Regions from separate parts of the Mus musculus genome. Here all the other regions are linked to region 4. A link is a contact called in public Hi-C data. All regions are on one chromosome and are shown on one strand. The core of a region is the stretch at or near the end of the contact, and the rest is flanking DNA. Distances in the headings are between cores, read along the strand shown. Region 1 has its middle 120 kb from the start of Gm12511. Region 2 has its middle 25 kb from the start of Gm34482. Region 3 has its middle 110 kb from the start of Gm34482. Region 4 has its middle 16 kb from the start of Gm34628.

What was found. A called contact is a pair of places that touch in the nucleus more often than the background predicts.
Region 1: a contact with region 4 is called in a Hi-C map of the N1E-115 cell line, with 14 times the contacts expected there. The contact joins two enhancer-like sites. A contact is called at or near these places in 3 of 484 Hi-C or Micro-C datasets (the N1E-115 cell line and cortical neurons) and 1 of 115 datasets of contacts at active chromatin or transcription factors (astrocytes).
Region 2: a contact with region 4 is called in a Hi-C map of epidermal suprabasal cells, with 7 times the contacts expected there. The contact joins two enhancer-like sites. A contact is called at or near these places in 1 of 15 datasets of contacts at CTCF or cohesin (the NIH/3T3 cell line), 6 of 484 Hi-C or Micro-C datasets (the C2C12 cell line, the MC3T3-E1 cell line, the N1E-115 cell line and 3 more) and 2 of 115 datasets of contacts at active chromatin or transcription factors (astrocytes and pancreatic cancer cells).
Region 3: a Hi-C map of the N1E-115 cell line shows a contact between it and region 4, with 16 times the contacts expected there. The contact joins two enhancer-like sites. A contact is called at or near these places in 1 of 484 Hi-C or Micro-C datasets (the N1E-115 cell line) and 1 of 115 datasets of contacts at active chromatin or transcription factors (astrocytes).

Annotation. Positions count from the first base shown.
Region 1 is chr4:55,685,147-55,691,836 of GRCm38.p6, forward strand. No RefSeq gene overlaps it. Among named protein-coding and RNA genes, the nearest start is that of Gm12511, 120 kb to the left of the region's middle. Within about 2 kb of position 3,030, at least 8 of the 459 cell types and tissues checked have an H3K27ac peak or open chromatin away from gene starts, as enhancers often do. A contact at or near this core is called in the N1E-115 cell line, where this site is marked.
Region 2 is chr4:55,925,032-55,932,391 of GRCm38.p6, forward strand. No RefSeq gene overlaps it. Among named protein-coding and RNA genes, the nearest start is that of Gm34482, 25 kb to the right of the region's middle. Within about 2 kb of position 4,255, at least 62 of the 459 cell types and tissues checked have an H3K27ac peak or open chromatin away from gene starts, as enhancers often do. A contact at or near this core is called in epidermal suprabasal cells, where this site is marked.
Region 3 is chr4:55,840,193-55,847,400 of GRCm38.p6, forward strand. No RefSeq gene overlaps it. Among named protein-coding and RNA genes, the nearest start is that of Gm34482, 110 kb to the right of the region's middle. Within about 2 kb of position 3,694, at least 23 of the 459 cell types and tissues checked have an H3K27ac peak or open chromatin away from gene starts, as enhancers often do. A contact at or near this core is called in the N1E-115 cell line, where this site is marked.
Region 4 is chr4:56,490,913-56,497,866 of GRCm38.p6, forward strand. No RefSeq gene overlaps it. Among named protein-coding and RNA genes, the nearest start is that of Gm34628, 16 kb to the left of the region's middle. Within about 2 kb of position 1,714, at least 40 of the 459 cell types and tissues checked have an H3K27ac peak or open chromatin away from gene starts, as enhancers often do. A contact at or near this core is called in the N1E-115 cell line and epidermal suprabasal cells, where this site is marked.

The DNA.
Region 1 (6,690 bases), core at 1,780-4,279, 800 kb before region 4:
TTTTCCAGAAAACCATGTTTTCTACTGTTTCTTTCTCTACACTGTGAGCATCTTGTGGCAGAAGGCCTACCCGTCTAATCTTCAGGATGTTCCATGGTTTGTAATGAGTATGAAATCTTCACTGAATTAGTCACTATGACTCCATCCTCTTGTCTACATCCTAGAAGCATGGTACCACATGTTTTGTGATGTTTGCTTTCCTACGGGTCCTCATTGACTACTATTGCAGAGCAGAGTCTCTGGGGCTAAGTAGACTCAGAGTGTTTGTCACCAGAGCATCGTGAAGTAGAACTGCTAGATGCTCCTGATGCAGGACGCAGCCTGATGCAGGAGATGATACACTGTGTCTGAGCCAAGGCCAGATGGTGTCTCTGGGAATGTGGGGTTGAGCGTTGAGACTAAGAACTTGGTTTCCAGTTGCGGTACTGATTTGAGTGATGTGGAGATATTAGGAGGTGGGGCTTGATTGGTGGAAATAAGTCACTAGGGTGAGCTCTGATATGGGAAGACATGGAGTGAGGATATCAGAGCTGCCAGGATGGGTTCAATGCTCAAGTGGATTATGGGTAATCAAGCGTATAACGCTGAGGCAGCTGGCACGTGGCACCTTCTGACCGCTAAGCAAAGCTGAAAGGAGCCATATTGCTCAGATACCTTGCTATTCCCCCCCAGAACTGTTTACTTCCAAAACAATTTCTTTACAAAACTAGCTACCCACAAATCTGCTCCTGGTTGGACTTCAGATGTGTTCCAGATCCACTAATTTAACCCATCAATTTGAGTAGAATGTTTTTCTTTCCTTTCTTTGTTTTCCTTATTAGCAATACAACTAAATTTTTCTTTAAAACAAGACAAAAATATCTTATCTGGACCTTGATATAGAAATCAAGAGGACACAGTGGAAACCTCTACAGTTAGTGGAGGATAGCTAAGTGTTTGCAGAACTGCAGGGCTCGAGGCAGTTCCAGAATTCTGTGGTACTCCAAAGCCAAGAATTATGCAGTGAACCACAGGCCAAGAGGCTTGGGCTGGTTTTCATATGTCCTTGAAGGCTTGCATTTTACATCGAAGTGCTTGACAGTGGGATGCTGCTTTCATTCCTGTGCACCCATGCCATCTTGAAAGGACTTTTAGTCTTTTACTGAATTGGAATCGTGGCTATATTAGATTATTTCTTCAGATTTTATGCATTTGTAAAGTCTTTTTTCATCAACCAATAGCCCAAAGGCTAGTGTGCCTTCCCTGAACTGCGTAGTGTTTAACACGGAAAGTGGGTCACCATGAAGACGGGGAGTTCTGTTGATTACACTGGGGGAAGACCTGAGAAGGCAGGAAAATGTGTCTGTCTGCAGAGTGGTCAACCTTCTTTGTGAAGGGTATTAGTGCATGGATCCAGAAAAGTGTGCCGCCTACTGAAGAGGACGGCCTGCTCTCCAGGGAACTCCAAACCCTTTCCACTTTCTTCAGGGTGTTGAGACAATTGTGATACTTGGATGCTCAAGGCTGCATTCACCAGCTCTCCCAGAGGACGAGAAAATAAGAGGAACGAGGAAAACCATTAGGACTCCCCAGAAGACTCCGTGTAGTTTATTGTGCTTTGATGATCCCACTGCTGAGGAAAACATGTTTTGGAGAAGTCTGTCTGTCCTGAAACCTACTCTGTGGCCCATGCTGATTTCAAACACATACCTGCCTCTGCCTCCCCAGTGCTGCGATTAAAAGCCTGTGCCTCCATGTTCTGCAAAACCAGCAACACTGTTTCCACTCTGTGCAGTTGGACAGACACATCAAAGGCTTTTCTGACTTTCAATGTGAAGTCAGGAGAAGTTTTCGATTCAAGATTCATGTGTTCGGATTTCAGTTCCCTATAGCTCCCTTTTGCTGTAGGACACTGGAAAGTTTGCAGTGTGGGCTCTCCCTGGTTCTGGCCCTTCACTCCCTCCAAAGCCAATGGGGTCAGGGGAGTTCCTTAGCTCTGGAAAAAGGAAAGATGAATTAGACATACCTGAACATCAAAGACCTCTCAATTTGCCTGTGAAATTCATATCTGGATACCTTATTGAGTTAATACCAAGTTCTGAGATAGAAGGCTCCTAACTGAAAAGGAGAAATGAAATTTGCGGGGCCAGTGCCAGTTTGATAAATGAACAATAAAACGAAAGAACATGGGCACAGAGGTGAAAGATCTCAGCCTCTGTACAGAGGTAGGTGGGGGGAGTGCCAGATTAATAAGCATATAGGTGACAGAAGCTGAAGAGACCAGATTGCAGGAGCTCACGGCCTTGCTAAGGGCCTCTGTCTTCATCTTACCAGCACTGAGAGGTTATTGAAGAATTCCAAACAAGGGAATGACATAGGCCTTTAATTATATTAGAAGGACCTGTTTGGCATTAATATAGAGCAGAGGTTGGCAAGCGATGGCTCCTGTTTTTCTAAATAAATTGTATTAGATTACAGCCACGTTTATTCAATTACACACCATCTATGGCTTCTTTTGCACTACAATGGCAGATTTGTGTAGTTGTAACGGAGACTCTTGGCCACAAAGCCTAAAATATTTACCATCTGGCTCTTTGCAGACAGTGTGCCAACCTTGGTGTGGAGCTGGATTAGAGGAGTCCAGGGATAGAGGGAGGAAGCTATGATAAGAAGTCATTACAGGGCTATAGTAGCTATAACAAGAGCCTTAAGTGGGCAGGGATGTGGCCCGGGACAGAGGGGATGCTTCAGAAGAGGAGTGATCAATAAGGCTCAGTGACTAATCAGATGTGGAGGTGAATGGAAAGAGGATTCTAGGACAACTTCCAGTCTCTAGCTTGGGCAACTGGGCTGGTATCTGTGCAGGTGGAAGAGCAGCTTTGAGCATGAAAAAGATGGAGATGTGGGTCAGGAGCTTAAGGGTGTGACCTGCTTAGGACATACAGATTTGAGAGTTGTCACGCAGAGGCACTGGTTCCCAGGGAGAGTATGCAGAGGGAGAGAGGAGATGACACGTGTTGTCACACGTAGACACATTTAGGTAGAAACAGGAAAGGGAAACTGAAAAGGCTACAGTGATAGAGATCTCAGAGGCAGACACAGAGACAGTGAGTATGTACCACATAAACAGAGAGAGGCAACTCCTGGTCTTCCATAAGGAGAAAGGGTGGAAACACAGCAGTTTGAGGTGGGATGGTGAAGGGGTAGAACGAACTAGGTGTGATGCTAGGGAGAGACAGAGAGACAGAGACATCTCTGCCTTCTTTACTGCCTACGTGCTAGATGCCAGGGATTATCTTCAGTGTTTGACATTTCTTAGTTCATGGCACACATTGTTTGTTTGCCTGCCTTTCTCTCTCTCTCTCTCTCTCTCTCTCTCTCTCTCTCTATATATATATATATATATATATACACATATACATATATATACATATACATATATATATATGATGTATGTATGTATGTATATATATATGATGTATGTATGTATGTATGTATGTATGTATGTATGTATGTATGTATCTATCTATCTATCTATCTATCTATCTATCTATCTATCATCTATGTATCTAAATACGAGTCTCTTACTGTATAATTCTGGCTGGCTTAGAACTTACTGTATAGACTAGATTGGCCTTATCTTAATAGAGACCTGCTAGTCTCTGCCTCTCTAAAAAATTAAAGGCTTCCTTCCTTCCTTCCTTCCTTCCTTCCTTCCTTCCTTCCTTCCTTCCTTCCTTCCTTCCTTCCTTCCTTCCTTCCTTCCTTCCTTCCTTCCTTCCTCCCTTCCTTCCTCCCTTCCCTCCCTTCCTTCCTCCCTTCCTTCCCTTCCTCCCTCCCTCCCTCCCTTCCCTTCCTCCCTCCCTCCCTCCCTCCCTCCCTCCCTCCCTCCCTCCCTCCCTCCCTCCCTCCCTCCCTCCCTCCCTCCCTTCCTGAGTCTTACATAGCCCAGGCTGCCTTCCTACTTGCTCTGCTGACTTTGAGCTTCCCATCCTTCTACTCTCACCTCCAGAATACTGGCATTATATGCATATGCCACTGTGCCTAGTGTGCCCATACTCTGGAGACCTCTAAACACTTTATATATATATTTCCTTCTTAAAATTAATTCCTTAGTGCTGGCAAGATGGCAAGTGAGAGAAGGCACTGGGCCACTAGATGCTCAACCCTAGCAACTTGAAGTCTATCCCCAGAATCCCCCCCCCCAAAGATAACCAGAGAGACCTGAGTCCATAAAGCTGTCCTCGGACCTGCACTCATGCATTTGCAATGTGCACTTCTGGACCCTGCACACACACACACACACACACACACACACACACACACACACACACACACACACACACGCACAGTGTATAAATGTAAAGCTACCTTTTAACTGAAGCATTGCTTTTTAAATCTAGGGCAGCATGGAAAGACCCTAGGCCCCATGAGGCTGAATTTCACTCATTTCAAAGTCTTCTTAGAAGCTTCCAAAATGCTTTCACAAGCACAGGAAAGCAGGGCTGTTCCTTTTCAGGAGCAGTCCCTCTGGGATCCAATATCCTGTCTCCTGGCTTACTTTGTCTTTCTGGCCTAATGGTTCTTGGCTTTCTTGAAGGCTGTGAGTCTCTAAGACAACATTTGTAGAACTTTTCCAGAGAGAAGGAAAACACACTACAGCGGTAGCTTCACCACCCTGAATCCTTCAGGGGAGCACCCAACCTCCTTATGAGCTGCTGTGGGTCATATATCTGAACTAAGTGAAGTGGAGTCCTGTTGAGGCCAAGTCGCTGGTGCTGGCCTTGTCACCTCCTGGTGCTCAGGTTTTTTACTCTTCTCAGGTTGAGCAATACAGGTTTTTGTTTGCTTGTCTTTGTTTATTGTTTTTCTGGAAGGGTTCTAAACGTGGTGTTATGGATCTTAATGTAGGACTGCAGGACAGGGCAGGGAGTGAAGACATGCTGGAGTTGACAGGCAGGGTTCTGAAGGTCTTTAGGATCTTAGTCCAGATGCTTGTGGTGGAGCAGGACTGCACTAACAGAGCCTACCCTGGCTGTGTGACCGTGGGGAGGGACTGAACCTTACTGGGACTACCAATCTATAAAATGGTCTTAGCTCAGCCGTTCTTAACCTTCCTAGTGCTGGGACCCTTTAACACAGTTCCTCAGGTTGTGGTGACCCCCACCCATAAGTTATCTTTGTTGCTGCTTCATAACTATAATTTTGCTACTGTTATGAATTGTAAATACCTGTGTTTTCTGGATGATCTTAGATAACCCCTGTGAAAAGATCATTTGACCTAAAGGGGTCATGGCCCACATGTTGAGACACACTGTCTTCAAGGGAAGATACAGCAAGCATAAAGGTACAGGCATACAGTGATAAAGAATTTTGTTTTCAGTTTTTAGGGTTCCAAGCGTACACAGTGCTGTTCAGTGACTATTACACAGAGGCCTGGGGTACGTGTGAAAGAGTGTCCTTGTGTGTGTGTATTTGTTGCATGAGTGAACACATATGGACTTGGTTTCCTTTGTGAAATGAGGCAATGCTAGTACCTGCTTGACAGCATTGCTGTGAGTTTTAAAGTTACCATGGTTTTTAGAAAAATACCTGGCATGGAATATGTAACCTATTGATCATTGTTGCTATGGATGGGGGATTTTTTTCTGATTTATTTCATTTTCACTAGATCTAAAATGACACAGTGGATGCTCAGAAAATATGCATACAGTAACTGACAGAGAATTTAAATATATAAAACAAAACTAGCAAACAAACATTGGAGGCAGTGCCTTCCTCAGGCTTGGGTCCTAGTCCCAATAAATATGTAATAGTTGTATTGCAAGGTGTGTTGGGGCAGACTTCTTCTGAGCATGGGTACCTGTGCCCCACACATTTCTCTCTCCCACCCTGTGAGGAAGTTATCCCTTTGTGAATGGGGAAAGCAGAGGTGATCTTAGAATGCATGCTTAGAAGCACAGTTCCAGCTGAAGGAGAGACACAGAATTCGCTGAGCGCTAGTGGAGGTTTTATTGTAGCAGTGGCTGATGTCCAGGGATATCTGCCCATAAGAATTAAGAGTTTCTGTTCTTCCAGGTTGCCTGAGCAGCCCTTCTTTTTTTTTTTTAGACTTCTGAGGGAGGGAGTGGTGGCTCCTACAATTGCTAGTCTGTAGCTTCAGGTTCCTTGTCTCATCTGAAAGGAGGTATGTATTGTGGTCCCATCTCTCTCCACAATTCTAAGGGATGCAGAGGCAATCTCTGCAATCCCTATTTCATTGGATACTGATGCATCTCCGTTGTAAGGAGTTATTTGAAGAAAGGACTTGCCAGGCGTGGTGGCGTACACCTTTAATTCCAGCACTCAGGAGGCAGGGGCAGGCGGATTTCTGAGTTCGAGGCCAGCCTGGTCTACAAAGTGAGTTCCAGGACAGCCAGGGCTATACAGAGAAACCCTGTCTCGAAAAACCAAAAAAAGAAAGAAAAAAAAAAAAAAAAAAAAAGAAAGGACTTATGTTCCAGTGCACACACCCAAGACTCAGGAGCATACACATTAGCTTTAGATTCCAGCTAGAGTGGCAGCCGTTTTCTTAACAAGGAAGCCAAAAGGAGAAGGTGTTCTCTGGAAGCCATGGAAGAGAGCAAACACAGGATTTAGGATCTTTCTGATCAGGGCTTGGATTCCACCACGTATCAGTGATGGCTTTGTGCAAACCTTTTAACTTCTTTA
Region 2 (7,360 bases), core at 3,005-5,504, 560 kb before region 4:
TTTAAAGAACACTTGATCATCTCATTGCAAATATGAGGCCATACAGCCCAGGAGAAGCAGGCACATGCCCAGAGATGAGTAGAGAGGTTGCTTAGAGGTCACGAGTCTCAAGATGCACACAAGGCACAAATTTAGGAAGAAGGAACTTGACTCTCACTTCTCTCCCACAGACAACTCTATCAGCAGGCACCGTGACTGGATCCATGGTAATGAAGTGTTTCTGAGCGAGAAGAGTCAGTGACAACCCAGGGCCAAATGCCTAGAACAGGGGGAGAGCACAGAGGATGGAAAGGGTACAGAACTGGATTTGTTTCCTTGGGTTCCTTCCTCAGCTCCATCTTTTTGTAACTGTGATTTGGGACCGGATTTGTTCCATCTGTTTGCCGATCTGACTCCTTATTCTATGGCACCAACCTCACTATTTCACCGCTGTGCTTCAGGAGATGGTCTGCAGGTATCTGAGCTTTGTCAGTGTGGATGCTCCTCTCCTCTCATCATAACCTGGATTAGCATTTCCATGCACAGAGATCACAGGAAGCAGTTTGGTTACAGCTAAACAGATCTGGCAGAGGGAGAGTTTACATTCTTAGAGAATAACATGACTTGGCCTTGTTAACCATTTGATAGGAGACCATTGTTTGATCTTAACAAGGCAACATGGAGTTGGTAGGAGTAGGTACCATGTGATCAAATATTGAAGTGGGCCCATTTTCCAAAAAACTAAGAGAACGACCAGTTATAGAAGGAAATCTGGTTACCTTAGCCAGGATAGGTGAGTCTCTTATATCTTCATCCTGTAAGGAAACTTTGAAATAAGTCTTAAAAAAGCCAATTTTATTGACTTTTTAAAAGATGGAATTTCATGTATTCCAAGCAGAGCTTGAATTTGCCCTGTAGCCAAGAGTGAGTTGGAACCCATGATCTTCCTCCTTCTCCTTCCATGCTAGGATTACAAGAGTGTGCCTACCACCTTGTCTCTCTGAGCAGTATCCCTAACTCCTTGTCTGGCAACTGACATTGGCAATTGGAAATCACTGCATGAACTAAAGGAAGCAAAGTTATCTGTCATTGAGGTTGTGACACATCTGAGTGTTTTGTTTCTCTCTTCACTGAGGATAGCAGCCCTCTCTGCTGAGACACAGGGGTATCTTCCTCAAAGGGCTGTCTACATCTTGCTTTCAAGGAAATAAAGTGAGTCTAGAACTCATCTTGCATCCCCTGAGTCTCTGCTGCCTGTAACTCATTATATTAATTACACCCAGGCTGCACATTTTGGGGGTGAAATGTTTTTATCCTTTAGGAGAAAGTCAGATCATAGAAACAATAAATCTGAAATTGTCAACAGCATCCCCCAAATTTTAGAACATGCAAATATGCCCAGTGGGGATCCAGTGCTAATGCAAGCACTGACTTCAAGGCTGCTCCTTTTATCACTTGCACAGTTTTCCTGGTCTACTGATAACTGGTCATGCCGTACTTTTCATTATTCTGGCTGCTGCTGCTAGCTGCTGCAGTCACTGTTCCTCTTCTTCGTTCTTTTCCTCCTCCCTCTCCTCTACTTTATCCTCCTCCTCCTCCTCCTGCCCCTCCTGCTTCTCCTCCTCCTCCTCCTCCTCTTCCTCCTCCTCCTCCTCTTCTTGCTCCTCCTTTTGTTCTTCTTTTTGGTTTGTGTTTGACTGTGTTACCTGGGTCTCACTCTATCCCACTCACTCTGTAGCCTTGAACTCACGGTTATCTATCTCCCTGTCACAGTCTTTTAAGTGCTAGGGATGATAGGCATGAGCTGCTATACCTGCTCATCCCTGCTTATCCTGCTTCTTGACTGACCGTGCTTGCTGTACCCCCAGGATACCATACCAGCTCTCCTCCATCTTACTGGCCCTGAGTACTCTTTTATACAACTCAGTTTATATGTTCATTTTGCCTTCACCTGGGCAATAATTCTCCATCCTTAAAATAATTCCATTAACCTGTGTATGTCCTGTCCATGTCGAGTCTGATTAGGATCCTGGAAAGGACAAATATATGAGATCTTACTTCTCTATGCAGACATAGCATTAGGTAGCTGTAAGGCCATTAACATAGAGGAGAGAGTGCTGGGAAGAAACGTTATCACTGGGAAGAGAGCAACAAGCATCAAGAAAAGATGCCTTAGAGGAAAGAGGTCACTGTGAACCCCTTCAGACAAGAAGGATTGAACCAGGGACAGGGGAGGCTATAGGTGGAGTGATGCAGGCCAAACAAGCATCAAGTGCACAAATGTAAAGCTCTCAGCTTACACCCCCCAGCCAGGTTACAGGACCCACAAGGAAAATAACACTGTGTTATTTCCTAATATAACCTGGGCCAGGGATCAGTCTTAGAGACTGAAAATATATCTAGCTTACCTCTTATTTTGTTTAATTCATGATGTTGTTAAGAGTTTTATATTTTTAAACGACTAGGAAAAATTACTCAACCGATCAGGACTACTTCATGACACATAAAAATGCTATGCAATTCAGATGTCAGCATCCATGCATATAGTCATATCAGAACCCAGCCACGCCTGCTTATGTATGCATTACCCAGCACTGCTTCTGAGCTATTGTAGCTGAAGTGAGTAATAGCAGGAGACCATTTGGCTCATGAAGTCTAAATCATTTCTTATCTTGCCCTTTACAGGAAAAGCTTGTTGACTTGTGGCTTAGGCTAAAGAATCCGACTACTGAGGCTCCAGTTCTGAACTCTCTTTCTCCCACCTGTGTGATTTTGGACCATCAATTTTTTTCACATTTTTTTAATTGGATATTTTCTTTATATACATTTCAAATTTCAAATTCTATCCTCCCCCTATATCCTCCCCCCTGCCATGTTCCCCTACTCATCCACTCCCGCTTTTTGGCCCTGGCATTCTCCTGTACTCGGGCATATAAGGTTTGCTAGACTGAGGGGCCTCTCTTCCCAATGATGGCCAACTAGGCCATCCTCTGCTACATATGCAGCTAGAGACACGAGCTCTGGGGGTACTGGTTAGTTCATATTGCTGTTTGGACCAACAATTTTATCATCACTCCCTGTCACTGTTTTCCCATTTGAGGATAAACATGAGTTGTTATGGAAACTGGGTTAGTACACTCTAACCTGGGAGGTTTAGAGTAGTGTCTTGCACATAACAAGCTCTCAGTAAATGTTTCTTATTCCCTTTGTGGCGGAGGAGCTCAGCTGCAGGCTTGGCATCTTTTCTTATTCAGAGGATATTTCTTGAAAGAATGAAACCGTGAGGAAGTGCATTGAGGTGTGTCCTCGAGACCATCACTAGCTCTGTGCTGCTTTCCAAAGGGGCTGAGGAGGGAATTCCAGTCTCCAGTGCCTTTTCCACTCTCCAGCATCGCCGGAACATCTGCTAGTAATCTTGGTCTTGTGGCATTTTTTTCCCTTCTGTTTTTGTTAATTTTTAAAAGAATCTTTGGGCTGTGGATGATGGAGAGAAAAAGTCCAGGGTGAGGGGCGATGACTGTGGAGTGTGTGCAGTGGGGAACAACTAGTATGGACTTTTGACATGAGAGATAATGTTTCCAGAGAGTAAGGGGCCCCCAACATAAAAAAAAATTCTCCAAGAAAAAGAGAACTAGTAACTATTTCTTAGAGTCTCCTTGGAGCACTGTAGGCAGATGGTGTGTTTTAATATGAGAGACTTGTTCCAGCCTCCCAGGGCAACCAGCGCGTGGCCATGGGTCCAGAAAGGCAGCTTGCTCATCCGTAGGCTGAATACTTCTGTGTAACAAGACTCTCTTGCGGCTTAGAAAAGGCTTTCAGTCTCCTTGAGACATCTGTTTTGTAAAAATCAGCCCAGCACGCTCAGAGCATCACCAACAGAGTCTGTATTCATCCTTCAGGGGCCATTTTATCTGCACACTGACTGAGACCCTAAAAACTCGGAGCCAAATCCTGTCCCGCATCATTACCCACCCGGATTCTTGATGATTTTAGTTTCTATAATCAGGGCAACATTATCTTTACCTCGCAAAGAGCGGAGTGTGGATTCGCATCTCATTGTCCACAGAGTTCCAACCATTAGCACCGAATTGGTGAGTGGGTTTTTACCAGCTATGTGTCCAGTTTCAGTGGAGAGGAGGAGAAACAAAACCCACAACCGCAGTGTGGCCAAGTAATTGCTTTCAATGTACTGAACAGTCTGAGCCCTGTCTCACTACAAGCAACTCAGCCTGTGGACTGCACTGAGCTTGCTTCAAGCTTGTTCCTTGTTTACAGTTCTGCAGCTTACCCCGAGCGGGGGAGGGGGGAGGGGGGAGGACGCAATGCGTGACTCTTATGCACTTACCTCCCAGTACATCCCGTACATGGAGAACTGGAATCTCGCTTGGACGATAATTACCGTGATTATAATTCCCCCGTGGAACTTGTAGAGTGAGCTCCCTAAGCAATTCCTCAAGCTTGTCAAACCACTGCCTTGATTTGCTTATGAAAGGCAGTTCTAATCAAAAGAGGTAATTACAATATTAAGTGCCAAGCCTTGGTGTGCAAACCCTTGAGTCATAGGATATTAAGCTTAATTGAACTGCATTGAAGGAGGCATGCAGCATCATGCACAGGGCTCTGAGCTAATGTGAGCCCCAGCCTAAGCCTTTACTCCAGGAAAGTGGACAAATTACCTGATCTATTAGCCACTCTGGAATCACTGTGTCATATAAGCCAGTGCACCTGCTTCAGGAAGCGCTTTCTTCTTGGAAGTTTTAATGCTTTACAGATTGATGCTTTATATATATATTTATAAAAGTCCTGCCGCATTTTGGTTGTGACCATACTAAGACTGGGCCTGGCATTACAGCCATAATTCACTTCCTCAATCATTCAATCACTGAGTCATTCATTCATATATATAATTTGATATATATTGATATCTTCAGTGATTCAGGTGTTGTGATGGACCATGGTTGCTGAGATAAATTAAGTATGTTCTAGATCTTCTATAAACTCAGCGTTGGTGTGGAAAGCTAAGTCATCAAAAGATGATTAAGCTCAGATGTGAAAACATTGTAATAAGACAAAGTTCAGGAGGAGTAGAGGGGAGAGTCCTGCTTCTCCAAGGTACTGGCTGGAGGCACCAGACTTAGGAAAAGCCTGATCAGGAGTGAAAGACTGTACCATGTCCCAGGGAAACGTAGCACAACTGAAAAAGCATGAGAGAGGAAAAGACCACAATGTATTTCAGAATGCTTTGAAAACTTCATTGTGATTCTTAAATTACATATTCATGTGTATATTCAGGTATTTATGTACATTCATGATGTGGCTCGGTGTGTCCTCATGCAGGTTTTGAAGTCCGTCAGAGCCTCTGAAGGTAAAGTAGAGCAGCTTGAAATTTAGTCACTTAAAGACCATTCCAAAGACTCACTCCTCAGAAAGGTCAGATTCAAGCACTGCATTGTAAAGAAACTGCACAAAAATATAGAGGCAAATAAGTAGAATCCACAAACTCAGACACAGACCATCACTACTCACAATGATTCCACAGCCGCGCCCCCCCCTCCATTTTTCTGCTGGATGTGGCCACTATCAAACTTTACATAGCCTTTAACACATATACAAAATGACCTGAGTACCCTGCAGCATACACCTTTATCTTACAACACAAATCTGACCCAGGGTTCATTAGGAGAAGATGTTGTATTCTCGTTACAGAAGCAGAGTGATCAATCACACCAGCTGATGGATGGCTTGACCATGAGTGTGCCAGCTAGCCTATAATAGCATGCTTTTATTGCCAAGTGAATCACCCTTCAATTTGGCTATACTAAAAAGAGTGAAGGGCCCACATTTGAATCTACTTAAGTCAAGACTGTTTTGTTTTGAGAACATAATTTTAAAGGTTTCAAGAGAGGAGAAGAAATGTTGCATCCTTTTAATGTTCTGTACTGCTAATATATTTTTGAAGCTAGTTTCTGAGCCAACACCTGTAGAAGGGAAATTGCTATTCTCTTTTTGAAGATGAAGAAATTGAAGATGAGAGAGGCTGAACAGCTTCTAATTACAGTCACCTTGGGAAGTGGCCAAGGACTGGAACTCAGGATAGCCTGATCCTTAATCCTGGTCCCTGGCAGTAAAAAGCTGCTTTCTAGAGGACTGTGTGAGAGTAAAGTCGTGCAGTATCAGGATTTGGGAGGTTGGGGCAGGAAGATCATGGGTTAGAGAACTGTCTAGCCTACACATGAGACCTAGTTTCAACCAACCAACCAAATACCACCTGACCAACCACAAACCAACCAAACAACCAAATACCAACCAACCAACCAACCAACCAACCAACCAACCAATCAAACAACCAGATTAAAGTCCTTCCTCTTTTGACAAGAATGTATGAGAACAATTCTATTCATCATCAAATAAATAAAAGAATATTTCTTCAAATTAATCATTTGAAGATAGTCCTGAGTTTTTAACCTACAGAAGTTCAACTTCCTAATTTTTGGCATATATGCTCAGCAGTACTAATCGTCTCCCATATTTTGATATTTATGCTTGCTTGTCCAGTGACTTTGTAGTATGACACTGTCAGTGCCGGATCACAGCTGCTAGTCAGTCACATGATCAGTAACATGAGTAACATGATCAACAGGGCACACATCCAAGATCTTAGACTTTACCAAGTTGGTAAGCAATAGTGTTTTCTAAATTAGGGGTCTTTAGTTTATTTTTTGGCATTACTTTATTTTTTATTAATCATTGTATTCATTTATGTTTATTTTTTTTACTTTTTTATTAGATATTTTCTTTATTTACATTTCAAATATTATCCCCTTTATCAGTTTCCCACCCTATCACATTCTCACTCCCCTTGCTTCTCTGAGGGTGTTCCTCTACCCACCCAGCCACTCCCATCTCCCCACCCTCAATTCCCCTACACTGGGGCATCTATCGACCCAAGGACCAAGGACCTCTCCTCCCTTTGATGCATGACAAGGCCATCCTCTGCTACATATGCAGCTGGACCCATGTGTACTCCTTTGTTGATGGCTTAGTCCCTGGGAGTTCTGGTGGGTCTGCTTGGTTGATATTGTTGTTCTTCCTATGGGGTTGCAAACCCCTTCAACTCCTTCAGTCTTTTCTCTTAACTCCTGTATTGTGGACCCTGCACTCAGTCCAATGGTTAGCTGTGAACATCCACCTCTGTATTTGTCAGGAACAAATATGGAGATAAAGTGTTGAGCAGAGACTGAAAGAAAGGCCACCCAGAGACTGTCCTACCTGGGAATAAATTAGGAGTCTTAAATGCATTTTAAAAATATACTTTCAACTTCCAATGACTTGTTTGAAATGTATCATCAGAAATTAAAGAGTAGCAACATGGCCCAAAACA
Region 3 (7,208 bases), core at 2,444-4,943, 650 kb before region 4:
AGGCATTTCTCACATCACTGCTACCCTCTCTTGCAGGATTACAGTTGCATACTACTGCATCCATTTGCTTTAGTTCTTGTTCACTGGTCAGCCACTGGGGACTGAGCTCAAGTTTTCCTCCTTGTTTGTGAGGTATGGAGGCACTTCTGCCTGCTAAGTTGTCTCACTGGCACCTTCTTAGCCTATTTGATATCAATAAGACTACGTATACTGTTTCAAGAACCTATCCTCTGTCCTCTACTGACTCTGTCATCTGAAAGCTGAGACCTTATTTAGGACATTGAGACAAACTTGGGACATTGTCTCATTTTACTCTCCCTGGGGATGGATTTACATTAAGCCAACCATTTACCAGTAAAGTGGTATAGTAAACTGACATCTCTCCCAAATTCACATATTGAAGTCCTAAATGCCTGATCCTTAGCATATGGGTTTGGAGATAAGGAGTTACTTAAGTCATCCTTAGGAGAGAAATCCAGACACAGACAAGTCCAGAAGAAAAACCACATGAAGGTATGGGGAGAAGGTGGCTTTCTTAAATCTGTTTTGGCTCCTTGGACAAATTACTATAGCTTAGGAACAAGGGAAACTTCCTTCACCTAGTTCTAGGGCCTGGAATTCTAAGATAGACACCAGCAGATTCAGTGTCTGGTGAAGGACAGAGTTTTGGTTCATAGCACCTTTCAGCCTGTCTTCATGAGCTAGACAGGGTAAGGAGCTGGATGTGTTCTCTATAAAGGCACTCATCCACTTGTGAAGGCTTCACACTCGCAACCAGATTACTTCTCAGAGTCTGCTGCCCTCATACCATCTCTTTAGGGGCAAGGTCTTCAATATATGAGTTATATAACACAAACACTCAGACTGTACTTGTGACCATCTGCAAATCATGGAAAACTACCTCCAAGGGAACTAATACTTTCTAACTTCAAGAAAACCAATTCTTTGCTTAAGCCATCCCTCTCTGGTGCTTTGCTATGGAAGATCCAAGGACTAAGAAGATGTGTTCTAAAACGTATATCCAAAGGGACTCATGGAGACACCACCCACCGGTCATCTTGGGAACATAGCCAGACAGATGTTGCTGGCAACTGGGTGCTCCCTTAGTCTCTCTGAGCTTCTGCCACTGCCCCTCCAAGATTCCAAGGGACTGAAGGTGCAAACAGACCAATGGGGTCCTGGCTTTAGTTTCTCATTTTTCCGATGCCTATGCTCTACCCCTCTTCAGCCTCGTCAGTCTCATCAGGCCTGAGATGCTCGCCACTGGCGTGAGGTACTCTGCCATTATTCAGCCACCTGCCCCCCCCCCCACCCTGTCTACTTCCTTCAAAGTGTCAGTTTCATCTTCTGATAATGTAGCTCTGATCATACAGTTCACGTGCTTTATCTTTCTCCACGTATGTGTGCGTGCAGCCACACACAGTACATCCTGATGTGCATGTGGAGACCAGATGTCAATGTGTTTGGTATTTTTGTTTTTATCACTCTTCTCCTTACTTTTTAAGCATTAAATTACAATTTTTATGTATTTATTTTGTAGGTCTAAGTGTGTGTGTGTGTGTGTGTGTGTGTGTGTGTGTGTGTACGTAAAAGCATGTCATGTGTGTCACAGTATTCATGTGAAGATCAGAGGATGACTTGTCAATTTATATTTTTGAGATGGGCTCTCCCACTGAATCTGGGACTTGCTGGTTTTGGCTAGGTTGGCTGGCGAGTAAACCTAGAGAATCCACTCACCTCATGCTACCTCTTCTACTTCTGCTTAGCGCTTGGTTACAGACGCCTGCTATTAAATCTAGCTTCTTATGGGGGTTGGGCTCTGAACTAAGACTCCCATGCTTGCACAGCAGACATTTAACCTACTAGCCATTCCCTAGGCTACTTATTTCTTAACCGTTAAAGCCCAGCCTCAGCTTGCATCAATCTGCCACCCATCAGCACTAGAGGGATATGTCACCCCTTCCCTTTCTATATCCATGAATGGAGTCTTCAGAAAACACTCTACCTTCTTCCTCTTACTTTCTAAGTAAGAGCTACACCACTGCTAACCCTGCTTCTGCTGTCACATGTGACACATGTGTGTCTACCTCTGCGTGTAGAAAATCCTGTTGACTTCCCAAGGACAGTTCATATTCCACCTCTTCTGCCAGGCTTTCCCAATCTTTCCAACTGACCTTTGTGATGTCTGATTCTTAGTCCTCCCATGCTGTATCTCAGGGTTCTCTGCACCCCACATAGCAGTTATTCATGCTCACCCTCATGTCTTTCACATATTTGCACACCTCCTAAACACTTTCCAGAATTAAAGCAGTCTGATGGCTTAAGAATGCAAAGACCCATAGCAACTTAACAATTTGTATAGTCCCAGCCATTTGTGAACCACAGCAGGATGGGGATGTGCGACATCTAAACTTCATCGACAGGTTTGAAATCACTTGGAAGATGCATTTTTTATTAAAAAAATATTCATTTATTTTTTTTGTATGTGTATTGATGTTTTCCTGTGCATATGTATGGGCATCATTGGTCATGCCTGGTGCCGGCAGAAGCCAAAAGGGAGCACGGGATTCCCTGGAATTGGAGTTATTTACTGATGGCTTAAAGCTGCCAAGTTGTAAACTGATCTCAGCTCCTCTGCAAGAGAAGCAAGTGCTATCAACCATAAGGCAGTCTCTCCAACCTCTAGGAAACGCACTTCTCAGTGTTTCTTTGAGCGCATTTCCAGAGATGCTCAATTGTGGAAAGGCCTACCCTAAATGTGGGAGGTATCACACCTAGATAAGCGTCTCAGCCTAAACAAACAAAATGGCAAAAAGCAGAAAGCCAGCTAGGCATGGTGTTCATCTCTCTCTGCCTCCTACCTGAGGATACAACAAGAACAGCTTCATCACATTCCTTCCAACATCCCTTCCATGCCAGGATGAACATGATTCTCTGAAACCTTTAGCCAAAATCAGCCATTCCTTAAGGGGCTCTCTTATATCAGATGCCTTCAGAAACAGAAAAGGTAGTTGCTGTAGGACCCTCATTTCTCTCAGCCCAAGTAGCAGCAATCAAAGCTTAGGGCCTAACACAGGGCCTAACAGGCAAAAAAATCACATCCTCTCTCCTTGTTCTTGCTTCCTCTTTTATACAAATAAAAATAATAGACTTATGATATTAATACAAGCTTATAGCTTGTGCATAAGCTTGCAATATTAATGAGAAGTGCTTTTGCAAAGAATAGAAGTCTTCATAAATATTCCTTGAATGTCCTGTGAAATGGTAGGTGTATATCCATCAGGCAAGGCATGTATTTCCACCAGAACCCTGTTGCTACACTGGAGTTTTTCATTTGTTCACTAATGAAAGCACAGCATGGTACAGATCCCATTCAAAGTGCTGTCAAATTTACCAGTAACATTAGGGAGACACAGGTATTACTCTCATGTTGCAGAAAACTAGGGCTACTGATAGGTAGAGCAGGGTCCCAGTCCTGCGATGTATCCCAGCGAACCTTCTGGGCCCAATGGGAACTGAGCCCAGTGGGAGGAAAGCATCAGGAAACTGAGCCTCCTTGGGTTAAAACTGCAACAGTGTTTCCAGCTGGGCAGTCAGATTGAGTTCCAGGATTTACTGGGACTATGCTCCCCAGCTGGGCTGGACACAGTCTTGCATCCTGCCTCCGTGTGCCTGGCGGGTGACAGGGAAGATTTGGAATTTCTGGGGCTGAGCTGGCAGTGATCTCCTCGAGCCAGGAGTGGGGCTGCTCTGATGAGTAGATAATTAGGATGCTTCTTTCAGCTGCAGATAAAGTCCAGAGCCTCACTCCAGCCATTATCCTGCCAACCCTAATAGAGCCAGATTGATGGATACAGCACGGAGGGAATTTGGAACATTCTTGCTCACACTATATCACACTCAATAACCGCTCGTGCACAATGTGGGACTTTTATAAGCCATTACAAAATCCATTTTGAAACGTCTCTGGGTGCGACAGCCAGCTGCAAAGCATCTGAAGTATCCCTGACATTTGGGCTTTGGTGGAGCTTGCGAGAACACAGAGAATGGAGAGCAATGGCGAGAGCACCCGAGCTGGCCAAGAGAATCGCATCATAAGCTCAGCAGATGGTAGCACTACAGCCCACTGTTCATCTTAGAGTGTACCTCAGCAAGAGCACTAATCCTTCTTGTTAGACAAGAACAGAAACCCCCCTACACCCCTAAATGCTTTCCATATGTTCTATTGTCTTCCCAGCACTTCAAGTCTACCTCAAAAGCCCCCAACTTAGCAACCTTCATATTAATGCTAAACATATTACATCAGTTCTAACACTGATATGTTTAATATGAATACAATTAAAGTTACTCCAACATAATCCTGATGAGATAAACAGCACTGCTTTATTATAAACGTCCCTGCAAGGTCCCTTGTAAAATATTATCAATGTTAATAGGAGCCCCCTCCACCCACCCAGATACTTGGGCTAAACAATGCCACTGCCTCCCTACTAATAACAAATATGTCCAGCGATTTAAACATCGGTACATCCAATGTAAACACCATTATAGCTAATGTAAAACAGTTACCCGGCCTCAGCTCCACAAGCCTTCAACCAGAAAGCTTCGGAAGAGAAATAACTGTTTCCTCAACAAGGATGCATTACAGCCTGCTGGTGCCATTTGCAATAGATTACTTAAGCCCATAAAGAAATGAAAATTGCAGGCCTGCTTTGAGCCAGAAATGATGAAATCGGAGAGCACAGGCACAGTATAGCATGGCATAGGCCTGCTTCTACCCAGGGAATGTGGGCCTGTGAGGTTGGGGCAAACTCTCCCTGAGTACAATATACAGCCAGAGAAGCCCAGCACCCAAGCCTTGTTGGTCCTGTCTCCAGTTCATGGCTTCTGCTCACACAGGCATGAAGCCCAAGACTGACCTGCCCAGAGCTGATGACTTGGTTGCTCAAATATGTGCATAAGGTTAGCTAGCATAGCATGACCAAGGGTGAGGACCATTGCTATGGTTTCTACCTTCCATTATAGAACGTCCCTTTCCTTTTCAGATGCTAGAGAAAGTCAAGCCTTTTGGCCAGAGACCTAGAGCCTTTTCCAGAACCTCTGAAATGATCAGGGAAATCCACAAACAAGCCCAAGGCCCATCCACACCACACCTGAGTTTCTTTCTTGCCCATCTCCCTTTCCTCTTCATCTCGGTGACTGGCAGGTTCCCCATCATTTTTGAGCACTTATTTCAGGAAATTTCTTGAGTATGATTCCAAGTTTTCACCCTGGTTTCTTTTCTTTTTCTCTATTCATCAGACCCACTCCTTTTATATGTGTAGACACCACACTTTGCCTTGGGGGCCTCTGAAGGGCAACCCTAGTAAAAAGCAGTTTCAAAATCTCCATTTTGTACAGGTGTATAAGGTGTTTGTGTGACACCGTGAACTAGCCTTCTTGACTTCCCTCAAGATGTCTCTGAGAAATTTGCAGAGGGGAATATTGCCCTTGGGGGATGATCTATGATATTTACTATAGCAGCCACAGAATTATAAGGTTCCATTATGACTCAGGGAACAGAAAGGGATTTCCAAGTGAATTATCCCTCAAATATTTCAACAAACACTAACCACTTCACATTGTTAAGATCTCTCTCTCTCTCTCTGTCTTTCTCTGTCTCTGTGTCTCTCTGTCTCTGTCTCTCTGTCTCTCTGTCTCTCTCTCTCTCTCTGTGTGCATGTGTGCATGAATGCCCACAGAGGCAAAAAAGACTGTCAGCTTTCCTGGAGCTGTAGTTATAGGCTGTTGTAAGTTGCCCAATGTGGGTGCTAGGAACCAAACCTAAATCCTCTGCAAGAGCAGCAAGTACTCTTAACCACTGAGACGTCTCTACAGCCTCTACCTCATGTTAAACTACATTTACAGAAAAAAAAATGCAAGTTTCTCATTTCTATGGATGAGAGAACTTTTTACAGCTGAGAAATACTCATTTTCTTGGGGTGACTCTGAGAACAAGAATCTGAACATATCCTTCAAATCATGTCCTGGGGTGTTCAGCCAACAGGTGTAGTTCAGGAAAACTTGAGATGGTCATCATTGGCGCTTTTGACATTTGGGACAATATTGTTCTTTGTGGTGTGATCTGGAAATGAATTAAGGCAAACTCAGATGTAAATTCTTATTTGCTTCCTTAACTGCCTGGGTGGTCCCCACTGCAGGAACATAAGCCATCTGAGCATCAGTTTCCTCACTTGTACAGCGGGATTGGTGGTACTGTGTTTGAGGCCTGGTGGCACACTAGCTAGGCTTTGCATATGTTTATTCCTGATGCCAAGTTATGGCTGTCACACTTCTCATTTGAGTCCTGTATCAAGCACCTTCTCTTGGAATGAGCCTGTGAGTGTGCAGGGCCTGGACAGGGTCTCATTTCCCCAAAATATGGAAAAATGGAGAGCTGGGATTTTATTCCTGCTAAACATCACATTATTAATGCCAGGCCACTCTTTCCTAATAAAATCCCAAGCCATGTAAACACCAGTATAGCTTTCAATTTGTAGTCAGATTAAATGCCAGCAGTGCTTGGTTCTTATTTTATTTTACTTTTTAATTTTATTTTTATTATTTTTAAACTGAAATCTTTACAGTGGATTTGAAAGCAAGCTATTTTCTGCCTTTGGAGAAATGTAGGTTTTGGAAAGCGAGTTTTGGAATGTTTCAGCTTCAATCAGAGTGGAAGGGAGAAGAAAAAAGAAAGAAAGAAAGAAAGAAAGAAAGAAAGAAAGAAAGAAAGAAAGAAAGAAAGAAAGAAAGAAAGAAAAAAACCTTAGTCAACTCATATGATAGAATTTCTGCACCCGGATTCACACTCTCCTTTAGGCGGTGCCCTATGGAGTGAAGTGCACGGAAAGGAGTGGGATTTGTCATGAATGCTATTTTATGTCTCTGAAAAAGCAGGTGTTTATTGTTGTGCTTTAAGCTGTAGCCCTATGTCTAAGCCATCCAGGGAAGAAGTCATTTCATGGAGAGGGGAGACTAATTCTCTATCCAAAAAATTTACATCTCCATCATGGTTCCTTCTGGTTCAAGAGCCTTATCCTCTCTCCATGTCCATGGAGCACTGAAGGATCCAGCAAAGAATCAACAAATTTTATCCTTAGGTGCCCTCACCCCTACACGTCTACCTTTGCTCCACACCAGGTATGGAAAGGAGTGGACAAGCCTGAAGA
Region 4 (6,954 bases), core at 464-2,963:
AAGGAGAACAAATGAATAGGATGGCGGCAGGTCCATCGGTGTGGGCGACATTGCTCTCTTGATAAATGTTTCTCTCTCTCTCTCTCTCTCTCTCTCTCTCTCTCTCTCTCTCTCTCTCTCTCTCTCTCTCTCTCTCTCTGTCTCTCTCTGTCTCCCTTCCTTCAGAGGAAGGATTTGGGAGTAATGAAAACTGTGGTAGGTAAATCAGAAGGAAAACCACAAGGAGGCACTACCTTAGAGCCACTGGATCTGTGCGTGATCTTACAACAGTCGCTCTGTCCAGCTGCATCCATTTCCCAGTATGATTTTCCACTGACCTCTGTTTGTTTTAAAAGAATGTGAGTCTGAGGCTGATTGATATTTAAAAAAAAAAATGAAGTTCAAACTTAAGATTCAGATAAAAATGCCGTTAATTTGTTCACTATTAAATAACTATTTTGACCTTCTGTTATATACCAGGAATTGTCCCAGATATTGCCTCAGATTTAATGAGTGAGTTGTTCCTTGTTCTAAAAGAATTTGAGGCAGGTTTAATAATTCAGTACCATGAATATCAGCCTTAAGAAAAACAAGGTGACACCAGGTAGGCACACACTCGCACACAAGCACGTGCACACACACACACACACACACACACACACACACAGGTACACACATGCACACATAGAGAAAGAGGGAGGAAGGGAGACAGGGAAGGAGGGAGGGAGAGGGAGAGAAGGAGAGGGAGAGGGAGGGGGAGAGGGAGGGGGAGAGGGAGGGGGAAAGGGAGAGGGAGAGGGGGAGAGGGAGAGAGAGAGAGAGAGAGAGAGAGAGAGAGAGAGAGAGAGAGAGGAAATCAAGTCTATATTTTAGTTATTTGCTAGAGATGGCCCACTAATTTACCTTTGAGCTTCATAGCAGGCAATTCAAAGAAAAAACCATGATCTATTTCAAAATTTTCTGTCTGTAAGACGCAAATAGCATCAAAGCTAATTCTTTAAACTACAGAAACTTAATTCAACAAACATTTGCTCACACCTACTCTGAACCAGGCCCTAAGCCAGGTATTAAAATGAGCAAGATGAGTAAGAGCCGGCGTGTGCCCCTTAACTCTTCCCTCGGCACACACACTGCATGTCAGGGATCGCAGGCTGCCAGTGAGGATCCCTCCTACTCCTGAGCATGCCCTGTGGCCCTGCAGAAACAGAGGATGGAACAACCTTCTAGAGGTCCTCTACGCTTCTGAGAAATTCTAGTGGTGGATTAAAGTGGTGATCTAGAGATGAGAGGATGAGGACAAAACATGGGGCTTTCTCTGAAGCTCGCCGATACCCTCCAGCTGTCTCTGAGCATCTGGAACAAAGTCCATAGCCTTGTAACTAGTTTCATAGGATTCGTTATCAAAAAACTAGTTTGTTGGCTTTTGATGATACCCTTGACTAGTGAAAACCATTCGACCTCCCAGCAAAAGCAGCCCCACCCCACCCCCGTCCAACACGAAATGATAGATTCCAGGCCAAGTGAGACTAACCTCATCTAGCAGATAGGAAAACAGAACCTGACTGAGAAAGGATGCTGTCCACAGAAGTGTAACTGTGCAGCTCCTTGGAGGGACTGTTTCCATGGTCCTCACTTTCCAAGTGAAAAATCTCATCAAAGCCCATTAATGAATGAGTCATGGAGTAAGTGACTAGCTCCATGCTCGAGGCTACGCAGGACAGAGCAGGGACTGAGCTGCAGCAACACTTCTGACGTCTCTGAGCCTTATTTAGGATTTCAAATACTGCCTCCCCTTGGATCTGGGGCTTCCCAATCGCGGTTTGTTCGCATGTGCATCCTCAGCACCTGCCTCATGTCATCAGCAGCAATCACAGTGCACTACTTCACACCAGGGTCCGGCAACCCAGGGCGGACACCCTCACTGGACAAAGACTCTGAGGAATCTCAGGACACTGGGGCACACAGGGATTGTTGATAAAGCAGGGATGTTTGCGCCCGACTCTGAACCTTGTGAGTCTGAACGGCAGGTGGTTCTCATCGTCAGTGACGGAGAGCTATGGTCTCACTTATTACATAACCAGACTCTGGCCCTGCTCCAAGCTGAAGCCTCAAGTCACAACAGAGACCTGAATCCATTGTTCTAGAACCTGAGCTCCAAGGGGATGCCCTTGTCAAGCCTTTTGCTATGGCTGTCCCAGGCTATTCTTCAAAACAGCAGCCCAAGCCCTTTTCCTGTTGACGTTAAAACACTGCCATCTAGCGTGACTCTAAGAGAATTATCCAAGTCAGCTGCCCCGGCTTACTGAGAGACACTGGATTGGGTGCAAGACTTTCAATCCTTTGCACTGCTTGGATGGCCACTACTTGCAAAGTATCCAGTGATTCTTCTCCTGCCGTGTTTACAATTCCATGATTGTATTTGCCCAGAGCTCAAGTTAGGAATGAACCCAGACACATAGGATTAGAAAGATAGCTTTGCAGGCTACAAAATCCACATGTGACACCCCTGGCTCAGCCACGGGTCAGACACCCCACTTTGGACATGTCATTTCATTTCCCAAGGTAGCAGTTATTCATCAGAAGATAAAGGGAATTCTTTGGCCTTTGACATCACCAGGAAATCTTTAAATTAGTGAAACCACTAGTGTGTCAATTTGCTGTAAACAAAGTTGTAGAAATAAATGTGTGTGTGTGTGTGTGTGTGTGTGTGTGTGTGTGTGTGTGTGTGTTAAATACATGTGTGAAGATAGCAAAATGCCCTTGGAAACGGGTAGCTCTTTGATGCAATAAAATTCATATCCCACTGAGAAGAGGACACTGGACTGACTGAAAGCAGAAGCCTGAGAGGAGATTATTTGAGTCTCTTCAGGGGAATTTAGCCAATATCATTTGGAGAATTCTGTGGGAAGATATGTTCTACCCACCAAGATCCAAAGTGTAGCCTCTATCCCAGAAGCCCAGGGAAAAGGCAAGCCAGGAATCTGCAAAGGAAGGGGCCTCATGAGAGTGCCCAGTGCAGGCTCCACTTGGGGCTGGACATTCAAAGAGTCATGCAACTAGAAACCCACAGATACCTACCTGCTCATTCTACGATTTATTTTAAAAACCTAAGTTAATGTTATAAGGAAGGCCAGGCAAGCTGCTGGCAAGCATGGTTTTCTAACTTTCATTGATTATACTGGTTTTAAACAGCTAAGAATCTGGTGAAGGAGACTCGAATGGAGTCTCGGAAGTCCATTGAGCTTCCTTCAGAACACCAGTGGGTCTTGGTCAACTGTAGCGTGTGGAGATTCACCTTAAAAGCCACTTCTGAAATGAGCCCCAGAGAAAAGATCCTGAGTCCTGATCACAGGACGGCTGCCAGGAATTCCTGCTTTTATCTTCTGCTTCCAGGTGATTCTACCTCAGGGGGATCCAGATAGCACATCGAGAATCTCGGTCAAGAAATCAGTCTCCTGGACTTTAGTGGTCCAGCCACCTATTCTTATCTAAAGGGATAAGGGGGGCAGAGAGCTGACGTTTGCTTCCCACTCAGCAAAATAGCCACAAGTCTTGGAATCAGGCAGTAGGTACAAGTCAGAACGCAATGACTTTACCCAGCAGGTGAAAGGATAGTCAAGATGTAAACACCAAGCACTGCATATTTATAGTTAATTTTCTCTGATACTCCCTAAGGGAGGAGAGGCATCCATTGTCCCCGTCTCATCCTACGGAAGAAAGAGTTCAACTTTCACTCCTCATTACTTCTGCCACACTGTCACTCAGGGAACGTGCCAGCAGTTTCTGGGTTCTCTCGACATCAGAGTTATTAACTCATGCCGCATCCTTAATAGATTTCCCCCAACTCCCCGCTCCATCTTCTGTTCCTTTGGGACTTCATAAGTAATACTCAAATCAAATATGTCTTTTCTTGTAAGACCTCAAATCATGACTATTGTTGGTATTTGTAAGCATTGTTAAACAATACCTCATCACCAGTCAAAGGCTAAGCGTGTTGCAAAACTAACTCATGAAATACAACTAGGAATAATAAACTGTAAGAGGGGTTCATTCACTGGGTTAACCAGACCTGGTCATCTGTTCTTGCCAATAAAATTTTATTGCCATATAGGCAAGTACATACATTTATGTCTGTTATAGTAGCAACATTGAGAAATTCATGGCTTGGTATACTGAATATTTACTAGTTGACACTTTCTTAAAGTTTTTTTTATAAATTTATTTATTAAATTACTTTATTTATTTACATTCCAAATGTTACCCACTCTTCCCAGTCCTCCCTCTCCAAGTTTGTCACCCCATCCCCTCTGCTTCTGAGAGGGTACCTAGCTGACTCTTAACAGGGTAAGTTTGCTGACTCTGGTCTAGGAAGATGAGTAACCTGCCTAAGGTGGTATTTTATCATAATTTTATCTTAATTTAAAACCAATATCTCTAGATGCTGTATTAATGAACAATCATGACTCAATTCCTTCCTCCCTTTGCATCTTTTCAGCATATTATTTAAAGCTTTATCATTATACTTATATAGAAGCTTATGACTTATTTAACCAACTTTTATGGAGCTTATACCAGTAAGATAGAGTTCATGCCTTCATAGGTAACAGCTAGAACAACGATCTTGATACTGTTCAGTTTAGTAGCCATCAGTAAAACAGCTTTGGAGCCCAAAACCACTGTATAGATATGTGTTAACTATTCATGAGATATATGTCATTGTCCCAATGTACAAAGCACACTAGAGAGTGTATAAAAATACAGATGGATGTTCTATTCATCTAGTGTCCAACTTTGAAAATTACAGAGCCAGAAGATGTATGGAATGTATGTATGGGATGTACTTAGAAGAAGGGTAAATGTGCTACCACTGGAGCTTAGAGAGCTAGTTGATCATGTAAGAAGAAAATTGAGCCAAATTTAAGACAGGATCTCAAAGGCAGAGTATCAAAGGATGGATGGGCAGTTGACTTGAGTCTTGGAAGATGAGGAAAAGATCATCAGGCAATGTAGAAAAGAACTTACTATTCAGAGGGGAGGATCTGTCAAGAGGTGAGTGTGCTGGGTTCAGATAGCAAATGTTTAGTGCCTGTAAAAAGGTGACAGAGGGAGAAAAAGCAAGTCAGCATGTTAAAGCTTGACCAGGAAGGCAAAGAAGGGATGTTAAGAAGATTGGCATTTTAGGTTTGTGTAATAGAATGGCCATTCATTGACTGGAATCTTTTCTGTTTCGGTTATCCGATCAGATTTATCCCTTATCTGAGAATTCCGTGGTTGCATTCACTATTGAACTGGCAACCAGAAGTCAATGCCTATTTGTTGGGGAACTCTGAGTTGGCATGTTCTTCCCTTCGGAAGGCTATTTCCTGGGATTAAATCTCTGCCGCTTCTGGAAAATCAGCATGGCCTCAGATCTCTGGCTAGATAAAGAGATGTGAGGAGGCATGATTCTTCGCCAGAGGAACACAGGTGCATGGGAGACCAGCCCCTGGGCTGACGTGGCACTTGGAGAAACTGCTGAGGACACATGTCAGACGAGTCTGGCTGAGTCTATGTCTTTAGGCTGTGCCCTGCTGAATCAATGGGTGCCAGGCATGCCCTAAGCAGTGTTGAGAGGCTAATGACTGCTCTGTGGTAAGCAAGTGACCTGGAACAGGTCCAAAAACTGACATTGAAGACTTTCTACTGAGAGGTCAGAAGGAAGCCCCTAGCAGCTCTGGGTTCTCAAAAGTACAAGTTTAGGAACTTGTTGCCCTTCTCCCTCTGCATCGTTCTGGTTGAATATTGAAGGGTGAGGATCTATAAAGAGCTAAAGAAAGTGACTTTTTCCAAGAGAGGAAATTCTTGCCCATGTGGCTCATGCTTTATTAGGTAAAACTTAGTAAAGACAATGGATAAGACACAAATCATAGATCTTGGGACTGGGAAAGAGGTGGTAAGCTTATGAGCACTTGCAAAGGAAGATCGAGGGAGGGGTGTCACAATTCAACATAACAGATAGACACTCAGATGGCTCAATCCATGCCTGAGACCTCAAAGAAACATAACTGGTAATGTAGGAAGAAGACAAATTTTATGGAAAAAAAATCTCATATAAAAGAGATCAACAAGATGACTTCAAATTAGTATAACGTTACTGTTGGTGATATGAATAAATCAAAATAATCATGTGCTTATCCATAAGAATTCTTGGGAGGAGCTTAAAGAGTCATTCTTAAGTTTTCAAAACCTGTTTCAAAACAGGAATGATGACTTACTCAGCACTGAAGAACCTATATCCCAACTAAAAGTGTGGCATCTGCTTCCTAGGAAAAAAATAAAGGGGCATTGCCATTGATGGCAGAAAGGGCCTGAGAAAGCTGCTGGATCCCATGAGTCTTTACACTCTGAAGCTAATAACTAAGACAGTTGTTCAGATATAAAGACAATAGATCTAAAACCTGGAGCAGAGGCAAGTATCATGGGTACTGGCCAATGAAATTAATTTAGATGATCCAAGATAGACAGTGGGTATTACCTCAGAATTTACATCTCTTGAGTGTTTGAAGATGGTGCCAAAGGGATGAAAATATTCCAGAATACTCTAGAAAACATCACTCACATTCTCTGTCGACTTCAAATATGCACTGCTATAAATAATGGGGGAGCAGAAACCTCAGTCTAAACCTCAGACTGCCTGATGGTTCATGTATAACACCAAAGGAACACCGAAGGACAGCTGTGAAGAAGAGGAGGAGGAAGGAGGAGGAGGAGGAGGAAGGAGGAGGAGGAGGAGAGGGAGAAAGAGAGGGAGAGGGAGAAAGAGAGGGAGAGGGAGAAAGAGAGGGAGAGGGAGAAAGAGAGGGAGAGGGAGAGGGAGAGGGAGAGGGAGAGGGAGAGGGAGAGGGAGAGGGAGAGGGAGAGGGAGAGGGAGAGGGAGAGGGAGAGGGAGAGGGAGAAGATTCATTAGGGAGGTTGGGCCCCAAGTTACTATAGAAA